3 separate regions of the Zea mays genome follow, and all the other regions are linked to region 3. Evidence: chromatin contacts called from public Hi-C data. All regions are on one chromosome and are shown on one strand. Each heading gives the region's core, a stretch centred on a gene start, on an enhancer-like site or on the middle of the called end of the contact. The rest is flanking DNA. Distances are from core to core; before and after follow the strand shown.

Region 1 (4,179 bases), core at 404-2,903, 170 kb after region 3:
GGGATGACAGCGGGTCGGGTAAAGTGCGGGTAAGCCATTTACCCGTCCGCCAACATATCTGCGCCTCTAGTGCTTATCCGTGCCCGCGAGAGCTTGCGGGTAAAATTTTTGACCCGTACCCGTACCCGCAGGATATCCGCGGATATCGGGCAACCCGTTACCCGCCAAAAAATACCATACGAATATGTGTCATGTTCATTTCACCAAAAACATCAACAACTTGACAGACATAATATAATGGCAAGGAACATAGTTCAAACTTCAAAGTCCACAAACCTGATCGATCATCCACAAACATAAGTCTCAAACATAAGTCCACAAACATGATCGACTGGGCTGTGGCCTGTGGGCCAGTGGCATGGGGATATTTTGATGGGCTAGTAAATTAAGCGGGTAACAGGTAATACCGCGGGCGAAATTTTATATCCGTCAATTACCCGCGGGTGAGAAGTGTTGCCCGTATCCTTACTCGTGGGCGAGATTTCTTACCCGTATCCATGCCCATCGGGTACGAAACCCGTGGATATCCGTACCCGCAGGCAGAATTGTCATCCCTAAATACGGACCTAAGTGCGTTTAGTCACTCCAAATACTTCTCGTTTGGAAAAAGAGGAAAATTTGTAATTGAGCTACTATAATCCGAATAAAAGTAGATCGCGAGAGATGATTAACCAAATGCCTTGATCCTTCCTCCAAAAGACAGGAACCCTTAGCACAAATCGAATAAGTATATATTAAATTCAAGTGCTTGGTTTTACATACACAAACACATGACTCTCAACAGATTACATGCATGACTCGTAGATATAAAAACTAGAAGCAGCACTCCTCTTTTTCTTGGAGAAGAAGATGGCAAACTCTTATAAACAAATGTTCAAATACAAAATAAAACAAAAAAATAGAAATTCAACAAGAGACAATACATGTGAACTGACAAGAATTTGCCTGGAATATGGTTCTAGGACTGTAGAACCTAAGGTGCACAAATGAGACAGGAGAGATCAGCAGGCGCACAATACATGTGTGCCATGCAGGTGCATGCTTAATTACGCACGCGAACGGCTACGAGCGTGTAACCGCGCGGAGCTTACGCACACATGTAGCCCTTGGGCACGCACTTGCCACAGTAGTTGACGAGGGCATTGAACTTGATAGGGACATCGAAGACGACGCCGAGGACGTTGCCCTTGATGGCCGTGCAGAGGCAGACGGCGGCCTCGAAGTCTGCAAGGCCTTTGATGAGGTTGCAGCATGGCTCAGCTGGTACCTTGCCAGCCTCGCCTTTGACGAGGCCGAGCGCATTGACGCACACGCCGAACTTGAGCGCGTTCAGCGGGCACTTCCCACTGGAGGATGAAGGGGGTGGGGTAGCAGGAGGCGGCGGCGGTGGCTCGACCGGGGGCGTTGGGGTCGGGCAGCTGCCGCAGGCGTTGGCCACTGTGAAGAACAGGAGGTTGAGAGCCAAGAAGAGGACGCCCTTGGATGCCATGGCTCAGTCCTTAATTTGGTTGCGAGCGACACCAGTGCACCAGCTCGTGGACAATGTCTGGAAGCAGAAAAGAAAGAGACGGCTATGCTAGTGCTAGCGAGTGGAGATGGGATGGTTTGGGGAGGAGAAGTATGGGTATTAATAGAAGGAACATGAGACCTTGTCTAGCTCTCCTTTTCTGTTCATTTAGCTACCACATAGCCCCCTTATAATAAGGTAAATCTGACAAACTCCATCTCTCGTCTACTAATTCCAAATGCCAATCATATTTATCATGTCACCTGCTTTTTTTCTTCTCAAAGCTACTATGTCTCATGTGTAGGTAAGATACACACACAACTCAATGCAAGCTTTACTCCCTCTATCTCAAAATAAATAGCTTTTCAAGATTTAAAATTTATCTAAAAAATATCATTCTAAAAAAAAACAGGACACTAGCTACCTTCTAACATGAAAGCTAATCACGCTTGCGTACAAATGATAACCAACAAATCTATAGAGGATATCATCTGAAGAAAGAAAAGAAGACGAAAGTATATGCGTTCTTTTTTGCATTTATGTCAGCACAAAACATCGTCAGTTCATCACGCCAGACTGCAGACACAAACTGATCCTAACATTATTGAGCTAGTATGCACGTATAGATCGGCCGGTAGATGTATGATTGTTTAGTCCATATATATAGCCGTTTATTTCACATGTCTTTTATGTTCCTTGTAAATGTATCAAAAGATAACAAAATACAGCCTTAAATTAATACCATAGGTAAAAAAAATTGGTACTTCCATCCTTTTCTTTAACCAAATCTGTATGTTATGGTTAGTCGAAGTACGTATAGTTCCTTGCCCGCTAATGCAAGGCGACTACAGAATACTTGGGCCACCTTATCTCCCAAACTGGAGTTGTAGTAGCTCAACGGGTGAACAACTGAACATTCCTTCCTATGTTTGCTTGTACAGTTGTGCTCAGCCTTTGCTAAAAAAAAAGTTGTCCCAGCCTGGCTCACAATACTAGCCTCTCATTCCCGTTGACTGTCGCGAAAGAACTTATAACTAAGAGACTACTCCGTTTGGATGTAATAAAGCTAATAGTTAGTTGTTAAAATTAGCCGAAAACATCGAAACAACCTAACTAATAGTTTACCTATTAGCTATTTTTATCAGGTGACATGCAAACACTCGTAACTAATAATCCAGCTAACTGTTAGCTACACCCTCGACTACCCATTAGTTATTAGCTGATTCAACCCGGCTAAAATTAGCTGATAGTTGGACAATTAGTTACGCTAGCAATTTTTTAGTCACCTAACTATTAGCTCTACTACATTTAAACAGGGCCTTAGTAGAAGAAGAGGTACTAGATTTAACTCTCAGCGAGAGCAAATATTTGAATAGGAGGCACTAGTTTAACTTTCAGCGAGAGCAAATATCAAAAGAGTGAAACTTATTGCAAGACCCCTACTACAAAATTGCAATCTATCAACATCATGTTGAGTCATGCACTCTTACATGTTGTTGACTTGATTCAAATGTGTCCAACTGGATACCATATGCAATCTCTCCATTATAACTAGTACATGGAAATATGCTAAGTATTTCCAGTATGTGGAAGTTTGGTTGTGCTACATACATGTCAATCTCGCCACCACAACGTACGTCTATATGGACCCACATGTGAAATTGAGGGTCTATGTAGGATATTAGACTCGCATATGTGTTGATTATATCTTCAATGAAGATAATTTCCTTGAATCAATGGGAGGAACTTGAAAGCCATTGGTCCCCCAAACAATCACCATAATTGTGCGCTAACTCAAATGCCTCTATAAAACACATGTTAGTCACAATAATCTTGTATTATCATTGATCAGCAAAAACACTAACACTACCGGACATAGCTGCTTTGCCGAGTGTTTCAGGCACTTGGCAAAGCCTGGAAAACACTCGGCGAAGTCTTTGCCGAGTGTGACTCTCGGCAAAGAAGTCTATGTACATCGGCAAAGACTTCTTTGCTGAGTACATTTCATCGGTGTTGGGGACCATAATTAGGGGTACCTCCAAGACTCCTAATCTCAGCTGGTAAACCCCATCAGCACAAAGCTGCGAAGGCCTGATGGGCGCGATTCAGGCCAAGGCTCCGCTCAAAGGACACGATCTCGCCTCGCCCGAGCCCGACCTCGGGAAAAGACAGCCGACCCGGAAGATTCACGCCTCGCCCAAGGATCCCCTCAAGCAACGGACGCACCGTCGACTCGCCCGAGGCACAGCTCGGGTAGGCTTCGCGGAGAAGCAACCTTGGCCAAATCGCCACACCAACCGACCATATCGCATGAGCATTTAATGCAAGGATCGCCTGACATCTTATCCTGACGCGCGCTCCAGTCGACAAGGCCGAAGTGACCGCAGTCACTTCGCTGCTCCACTGACCGACCTGACAGGAATACAGCGCCGTCTGCCCTGCTCCGACTGTCGTGCCACTCGCCAGAGTGAGGTCGACAGCGGCTAAGTCCAGCCTCGGGTGACATAGGAAGCTCCGCCTCGCCCGACCCCAGGGTTCGGCCCCTGTCTCGGCCTCGGAAGATGGACTTCGCCTCGCCCGACCCCAGGGCTCGGACTCAACCACGACTTAGAAGATGACGAACTCCGCCTCGCTCGACCCCAGGGCTCGGACTCAGCCTCGGCTCCGGAAGA
Region 2 (3,713 bases), core at 1,050-3,549, 220 kb after region 3:
AGCATCGTGGGCAAGATCCACAATTTTTCTATTGCAGTACCGTCGACTTCAAGGGTGTAGGAGTCGAATCGGAGACAGCGACGGCAGGAGCAGGCTCGTCATGACGGCGCTTGAAGAGCCCAACGTCGCGGTCAAGGCAGCAGAGGGCGAGGAGGCCATCCTCGCGGTGGCGGCGCGAGGGGCTGAAGTCGACACACTGCTTGTAGGCGCCGCGCCTCATCGGACTGCCTGCGTGGGACGTGCAGCATGCCGGAGATGCGAGGTGGAGCTACGACGGGTGGCGTGTGGCCGACGTCCAGCTTGACGAAGACGACGCGGTCGAGCTTTGGGCGCGCGGCGGCGCGAGGACGCGCATCACAGGGAGGTGGTGGCCCTGTAGGTCAAGGGCGAGGGCCTTGAAGATGAGCAGGGCGATGTTGCGAGGGTCGAGGGCGATAACGCGGTCGCGCCGGGATGGGCGGGTGTGGCGTTGCGACGCGAGAATCGCGCTGGGATGGGCGGGTGTGGCGGGTGACGCTTGACGCGGATGGGGGCGAGGGCGCGCTAGTTTAGGGACGGGCCGACGTGGTCGCGGGGGTGGGGGCATTGAGTGTGGACGCTGACACTACTGTCTTAATAGAATAGTATAGATGTATGTTTATGAACTGAGAGTATGTTTATAATTTTATACGAAGTTGTACTCTACCTCGTCATATAAATAGAGGTACACTGTAATATACAGGGACACTTTTCCTTCTAAAGGAAACCTGGTTGCTAGTCTCCAAAGTTGCGACTCTCTTACCTTAATCGAGAAAGAATAATAAAGGGAGCATAACATTTAAGATTTTCCTTGAACATTTGTATATTATGTCTCAAAGGTTATTAATTAAGGTATCATTCCTCCTTCAATCTATCTTAAATAGATTGAAGAAATAAAGGTCTGTCATCTTTAAATGTGTTTCCCTATTTTAGTCTCATTTAAGAATCAAAGCAGGTCACCAACACACGCTAACAAACACATACTCTATATCGTTATTCGCAGATACACATTTCACTCCGGTGGTCGACAAGTTACACAAATTTAGTCTCGGAAATGGCCGATCAGTGACAGTTTTCATCTTGTCAACACATATATTCCCTGCGTCACAGACCACAAGCCCAAGTCCCAACTCCCAAGGGAAAAAACTGCCCACAAGAATTCAACAAATCACTCTCTCCGATGAGATCCTCGTGTACAAGATCATCATATCTACTGCACGACACAATGCATTTTGTACCGGACACTTTATTCTATTCTAAATTTCTAGCTGAATTATCTCCATCACCATTGATGGTTTCAGGCGCTAAGAACCACACAGTTGAGCAGACTCTCACTCCCCAGGAACAGGCACACCGGTCAAGTGACCTGAACTTGGTTCCGCAGGAAGGGCCTTCAGTCCTTTGGTTGAAGAAGACTGATGTGGTGCCGCAGCCTCTGCATCCCGAGCCGAATGCCATGGAGCAGCCTGTGGCGAAACAAAAGCACTGGTATGTACAAAAGAATCCGTCATGTTACACTTGCTATCCATCCTACAGCGCGTACATCTTCGTCTTGTACTCGCTGTTAAGTATCTCCTTGTCCGAGTCGACTGATCGGGACCACGAGCCGCGGGACTGGCTCGCGGAGGCCCTCCTGATCTTCCTGGTGTTCTTCTCCTCCAACCTGTGCGCGACGATGCAGTAGCACATGGAGCCGAGGGTGGTGAGCATGATCGCGGCGCCGATGCCCATGGTGCACCAGGCCAGCCACCAGTCGTCGTGCCCCACCACCACGTAGGTCAGCGCGATGAAGGCCACCGAGATGAAGAGGCACACCAGCCACATGAGCTTGTTCATCACGAACACCATCCGCTTCTTCGCCCTCCGCTCCACCATGATCAGCGAGGTCTGCACCACGACCACCGCGAGCGAGATGAAGAGGGCCAGCGCGTGGACATCCAGCGGCGGTAGTGTGCAATCAGGGTCAGGGCAAGTGCGTGGGCGACACGCTCCATGCCATCTAGGGGAGCTCTCGCGGCGGGGGCATCGCACGATGTGGGGCGGACGAGGGCGGGGGCACGGGGTTCGAGAGTGGGATTTGGAGATCTCGACGGAGGGTGTCTAGGGTTCACGAGCGGGATTCGGAGGGCAGATAGGAGGGAAACCGAGGGAGGATGACGGAGCGGGGTGGGGTGGGGGGAGGGAGGATGACACCGCACGTTGGGGTGGGGCGCGGGAGGCGGCCATTGCAGAGGTGGGCGGTGGGATTTTGGTAGTCGAGCGGAGCGCGCGGGATGAGGACGGGCGGGGTGGGGGCGGGGGCAGGGTGTGGACGCTGACACTAGACTCTTAATAGAGTAGTATAGATTGTACAGGCCCGTACCTGAGTTTATTTTGGCCTGGTGCAAAACACAAAGTGGAGGCCTATATTTATATAATATTGCAATTAACCATATGTATTTAGATATCATAACTATCATGAGCATTCATGTTAAACAGTAAAAGCCTTTGTTTCTTCTTGCGCTTTTCATTACCAGATTCATGTATTCTATTTCTACTAGACATGATAAATAATACGAATTCCTGTTTCATGAATTACAAAATAGAAAAATGAAATTAATTAACAACCTATCGATGATAAATCATAGATGGAGATTGGAGAATTAACTAACATAAACTTTAGTTTTATAAGTAAATCATTTGCCTATCGATTGCAATTTGCAAGCAAAGGAAAAAACAATGGAGTGTTTCCTGATCACATACCTGCAGTCTCGATTGGCTTGTTGCGTCGACCTTGCAACGTCCAGGTGCGGCAAAGGTCAAAGCGTCGGCAACGGCGAGATCACGGCCCCATAGTAGCTCGGCATCGATGGCGTGATGACTGGCGATGGAGCGTTTGTGGTGGCGGCGCACTCCCAGATCGGCGTCGTTTCAGCTAGCGAGATTGGCGGAACTACGGAAGGAAGAAACAAAGCCTAGAATTCCAATCGTAATGCACAAATTTGGAGGCCAAGTATATCCTGGACCAGCATATATGGACCACGTGTATATGGAGATTTCATAATTGGAGACCTACTGATATTGGTGGCCTGGTTCCGTCGGCCCAGTTGCACTGGGCCATATACGGGCCTGTTATTGTATAATAATAATAATTTATTTTTATGATGGAAACATTCTTGAGAAGAAAACAAAGGATGTGAGTTTCTTCACTCGGTTTTACTTAGAAGATTCGTATAATTAGATTGCTGCAAAACGAAAGAATAAAACTGTACATTGAAAGTGATCATTCATGTTTCATTGCATTTAGATTCTGGGAAACAAGAAAACAAGAATGGCCTCAAACCAAGAGAAAAGAGAAAAAAAATGATGCATCGTGCCTGGAAATATTCACAGTGGATCCGGCGCTAGAGTTGCAGTTACTTCGCATCTGCAACCGTGCCCTGACACAGTGACACCCCCTTCATCACATGGCAGCAAGCGAAAGCGATCAAATGGGATGAAGATATAGTATATCAAACCCAACGCGCGCACCCGTGCAGTTAACCCTAGGAGCGCGCGCGCACCCATGCATGCACTTCAGCGAGGCGTCGCAAGTCGCAACTCCTCAAAACCTCTCCTCACTCACGGGGTGGGGGGTGCGGGACTGCGGGTGTTCAAAAGCCAAGGAAACCGCCGCGCTAGCTACTATACTGCACGGGCACTCGACGTTGCGTTGC
Region 3 (3,954 bases), core at 1,420-3,919:
GACACCTGACATCAAATGTGTTCGCTATTTTTTGCCTTGCAAACTTAAAACAGAAAATTGGACAGGATATTTTGCACTAGACTACATCTCATGTAGGGGTTACGAAAACGGTATCCAAATATTATACTGGAGAAAGAAAAAATATATAACATACTTTTTCGCCACTTTAGCAGCAAGTTTGCTTTGTCCAGCTGAGACACGTAGCTTGCCACTCCCTGCTTGTCCAAGCATGCCATAACCTTCCCCCAAGCCATCACCTGATGATAGGAAAATGTTATTGTGTCACAAGGACAATTGTTCTAAGTGTAAGACATGCAGAAATTACACAACCAGAAGTGTCATAACAATGCTACTGACCTAGTGAGCTCTCCTCCGGAATCCCAAACTGCATTCGATTTGCAAGCTTCATCATATCAGTCTGCGCATATCTGCAGAAACAAGTTCACATGGGAAAATAACAATTGAATAAATAAAAAAAATTAACAACAATTGTTCAGCACATATTTCTGTTCCAGGAAGCTTAGGCTAGCTTACCTTTCTTTCATCTTTCGAAGACGACGGCCCCCTCTCTTCTTTTTAGGCTCAGAGTCCGGAACTGGGAGTGGCTTTGGAAGCTTCGCAGGAGGCGGTTCTTGCCACTTCTCAATCTTCTTACGAATTTCTTCTAACAAGTTCCGTCCAGCTTTTCCAGTTGGATCACCTCTAATTGAATCAATCCTTGCTGCCAGAGTTGATTTTGCAGCAATAAGTCTGCAGGCGCGAGTCCTTAAAGGTGGAGGGGTGCTCTGAAATACTTCAGTTTGTTCAAGATAGCCAACACGAAACTGAGAAGTGGCAGTAGAAAATCCAGCAAGATTTTTCCTCTTTGCACCGAGTAACTGAACATTACAAGCAGGCATTTTTGCAAGTGCTCCCAGACCACCTGCAGTACCCATCAGTTTGGAAGCAACAGCACTGCCAACAATTGCAGAAAGGTTTGGTGCAATGTACCCCATTCTGCTCTCTACAAAATCAAGCACTTTCTTCTTTGACGCATCAAGGGTAAGGGCTCTGTCACATGCTTCAGTGGTTTTTTCCAAATTGTCTTCAGAAAGAGGCTTCCCACTTGTTGTTGATGCTGTCACTGAGACAACCATTATAATTGCAGAAGGTAAAAGTCCTTCCAGATCTACTAGTGTTAAATCCATCTCGTTTCCAATCTTCTTGACAACACGGGCATAATCGATTGGGTGATGAACAAGGGACTCCAGTTCAGGAAACTTCAACCTATACTTGTCCCGTATGAAATTATGGATTATGATTATTTCATTCTCAATATCTACTGATAAAGCATTGCAGTCAACAATAAGCTGGTACTCTGGATCCTCCTCCAGGATGGAACCTTGATTAGAGAAATCAGTACCTTTCTGAAGTGCATTTTCAACTTTCTGCAAACAAACAATGGAGAGGTCTAATGCCAAAGATACTAACAGGATCATATCTACCAGTTTAGCATTCAGTATAGTTACAGATATTTAAAGACACATGCATCGATGTTTGGATAAGATATATGCCAAAGATGTAAAAAATGTACAACCTAAGATAATTGTTCATTTTCCCTAGTGCAAAGCACTGCTCAACCTAAGATCATTGTTCATTTTCCCTACAACCAAATTAATGCAGTTTCTACTTTCGCAATAAATAAATGAAAGCCAAATTTATATAAAATACTAAGCATGCTCAAGAAATTGGGGTTGGGTTGCATTACATACTTGCATTATATCATTATAGCGTTGTGTCTTTTGCAACTTTGAGACACTATCAAGGTCATCATAATTAAGAGACTCAAGGTCAGGCATATCATCATCTTCGTCGTCATCCCTACCCGCTGCCTCAGCATTGTCTTCTTCCTGAAAATTTTTACAGCAGGTCAGCAAAAATCCTAGTGAACCCGTTAAAAGTACAGTTACATAGAAAATAACTCACAGGATAGCCTTCATTGTCTGACAGTTCATCAAGATCCGCTAGAAAAGAATCAGCAAGGTTTGCCTGCAAAGTGGCACCGCATGATTAAAAAACAAATGCCAATGGAATAGAAAGTTTGGAATCACAAAACTGAATGTTGACTTGGCATAATATACTCAGCAGGAGAGGAAATGAACTCACCATGATATTGGTGTAAGTTGTTCCAACAGCAGATAGAATTCCAAGCAAGATGGGCTCAGTGTTGCTTCTGGTATCTATGCCCTTCGCTTTCTTTATTGAATGGGACAATCAGCTCAGCCTAATATGTAACAGCAGGATAGAGGGTGTCAGCTATTGTAATAAGGTGCATCGCTAGCAGGGTTCCAAAAACCGGCACTGATAGGACGGTTAACGATTCGCTTTGGGGCACAAGCGCTCCCAAAGCGGCGCGACCGCCTTGGTGGAGCAGCGGCTGCTGGCTCCAGCTGTCCACAGGCCGCGCGCGGCGCAGCCGAGCGACGTTGATGATCCACCGGAGGTGGTAGGAGAGAGAGAGAGAGAGAGACGAACGCAGAGTAGCCGGCTGGTGCGTGGAGGACCGGAGGCGAGGGCGCGAGGCGACTGCCGAGAGGTGGGAGGGGAAGACACTGACGCCGTCGCTTAGAGCCCGAGCCTGACCACCGCCGGCGTCGCCTGCGTGCCGAGCGCGAGTAAGGGAGGGAGCGGAGGATGGATCGCCGGCGCTGCGAGGAAGATGGAGCAGTGGAAAGGTTAGGGTAAAGAAACGTGTGGTGTGGATCTGGTGGAACTTGGGCTTGTGCTGAATTAATGGGCTTTTAGATGGGCCACCAAATAAAAGTTTATACAATCCTTTTTTCCTTTTTTATTTTTTTCTCTTTCTAACATCTTTTAACAAATTATCACATAATTTAATGTATGCTGGATGTTTTGTGTTCTGTGTTGATGGTTTTAGTGTATTTTATGTTAGGGACTTCCATCTATAAGTTTAGAATCTAATTACATAGTCAAGTGGATGTAAATAATGATTAAGGGTTTGTTTGTTTCGGATTATAATCTGGATAGATTATATCATCCATTGTGAATATTCTAGGTGGCAAACAAACAACTAGATTATATGTAGAGATTATATGATTTGAAGCCTAGATTATGATAATCCTGTAATCTCCTCAAGAGGAGCTTATTGAAGATTATTTTTGACAAAAAAAAAGACCTATAAGGACCATTTATAACACTAGAATATAATTTGTAATACAAACTCTACCATAATAAATAATAAACCCCCTCTCACCTCCCCTATAAAATGAGATAGAGGATAGGTGGGGAGAGGTCTGGGCCTTGAGTCATGTGTACCTTCTAATTACTTTTCACTCCCGTGCCTTATTTGTTAGATCCAAGACCATGACAGCATCACCGTGCTTGACACGTTAAAAAATTGTCTAAGGGCTAGTTTAAGAACATCATTTTTTCAAAGGATTTCAATTTTTCCAAGAGAAAATAAACTAATTTCCCTTTAGAAAATAAAAATCCATTGAGGAAATTAGGTTCCCAAACTAGCCCTAAGAGATATGATTTGCAGGCAAAAGAAAAGGTTCACATCTTTAAAACTTTGCGGTATTTTGGGCCTGTTTGGTTCAGCTTTTTTCTGACCAGCTTTTCCGAGAATCTAGCTGTGGGGAGAATCTGGCTGTGTAGAGAATCTGAGTATCGTTAGGATTACGTGCGGAGTAAGATAAAGTTGTCCATGGGGCTTAGGATCTATAAAGTGACAGATTACTACTATTGCGACAACTCAACCGATTATATGTTTAGGTTGATTTTGAATGGTTTTTACCCTAACAAATTTTATAGAAACTGGCTGAAAAGCTAAGTGTTTGGCAGTCCGCAGCAGCTTTTGGTAGCCAGAAGCTGCGAAAAGCCGAAACAAACAGGGGCTTAGTTTGCTGCTTTTTATTGTGTACCTGTTTGTTCGCACCACCTTCGCTTTGACTA

Evidence for each region. Hi-C and Micro-C count contacts between places; a contact is called where the count stands out from the background.
Region 1: a contact with region 3 is called in a Hi-C map of ear, with 2.4 times the contacts expected there. The contact joins the promoter of LOC100273254 here to the promoter of LOC100194058 in region 3. A contact is called at or near these places in 7 of 25 Hi-C or Micro-C datasets (bundle sheath, ear, leaf and 2 more).
Region 2: a Hi-C map of tassel shows a contact between it and region 3, with 1.8 times the contacts expected there. The contact joins the promoter of LOC103648461 here to the promoter of LOC100194058 in region 3. A contact is called at or near these places in 3 of 25 Hi-C or Micro-C datasets (ear, leaf and tassel).

The regions. Positions count from the first base shown.
Region 1 is chr2:20,627,787-20,631,965 of Zm-B73-REFERENCE-NAM-5.0, forward strand. LOC100273254 (cortical cell-delineating protein) reads right to left here and starts at 1,654. Exons shown (of 1, transcript NM_001147696.1): 1 at 712-1,654. The coding sequence starts at 1,489. The coding sequence ends at 1,088.
Region 2 is chr2:20,677,035-20,680,747 of Zm-B73-REFERENCE-NAM-5.0, forward strand. It overlaps LOC103648461 (ankyrin repeat-containing protein At5g02620), which reads right to left and starts at 2,300. Exons shown (of 1, transcript XM_035965206.1): 1 at 1,005-2,300. The coding sequence starts at 1,893. The coding sequence ends at 1,549. It overlaps LOC103647167, which reads left to right and starts at 3,593. Exons shown (of 1, transcript NM_001371089.1): 1 at 3,593-3,713.
Region 3 is chr2:20,455,026-20,458,979 of Zm-B73-REFERENCE-NAM-5.0, forward strand. LOC100194058 (pre-mRNA processing ribonucleoprotein binding region-containing protein) reads right to left here and starts at 2,670. Exons shown (of 9, transcript NM_001139115.2): 1 at 2,597-2,670; 2 at 2,146-2,263; 3 at 1,966-2,028; 4 at 1,752-1,889; 5 at 535-1,427; 6 at 358-428; 7 at 155-257. The coding sequence starts at 2,148.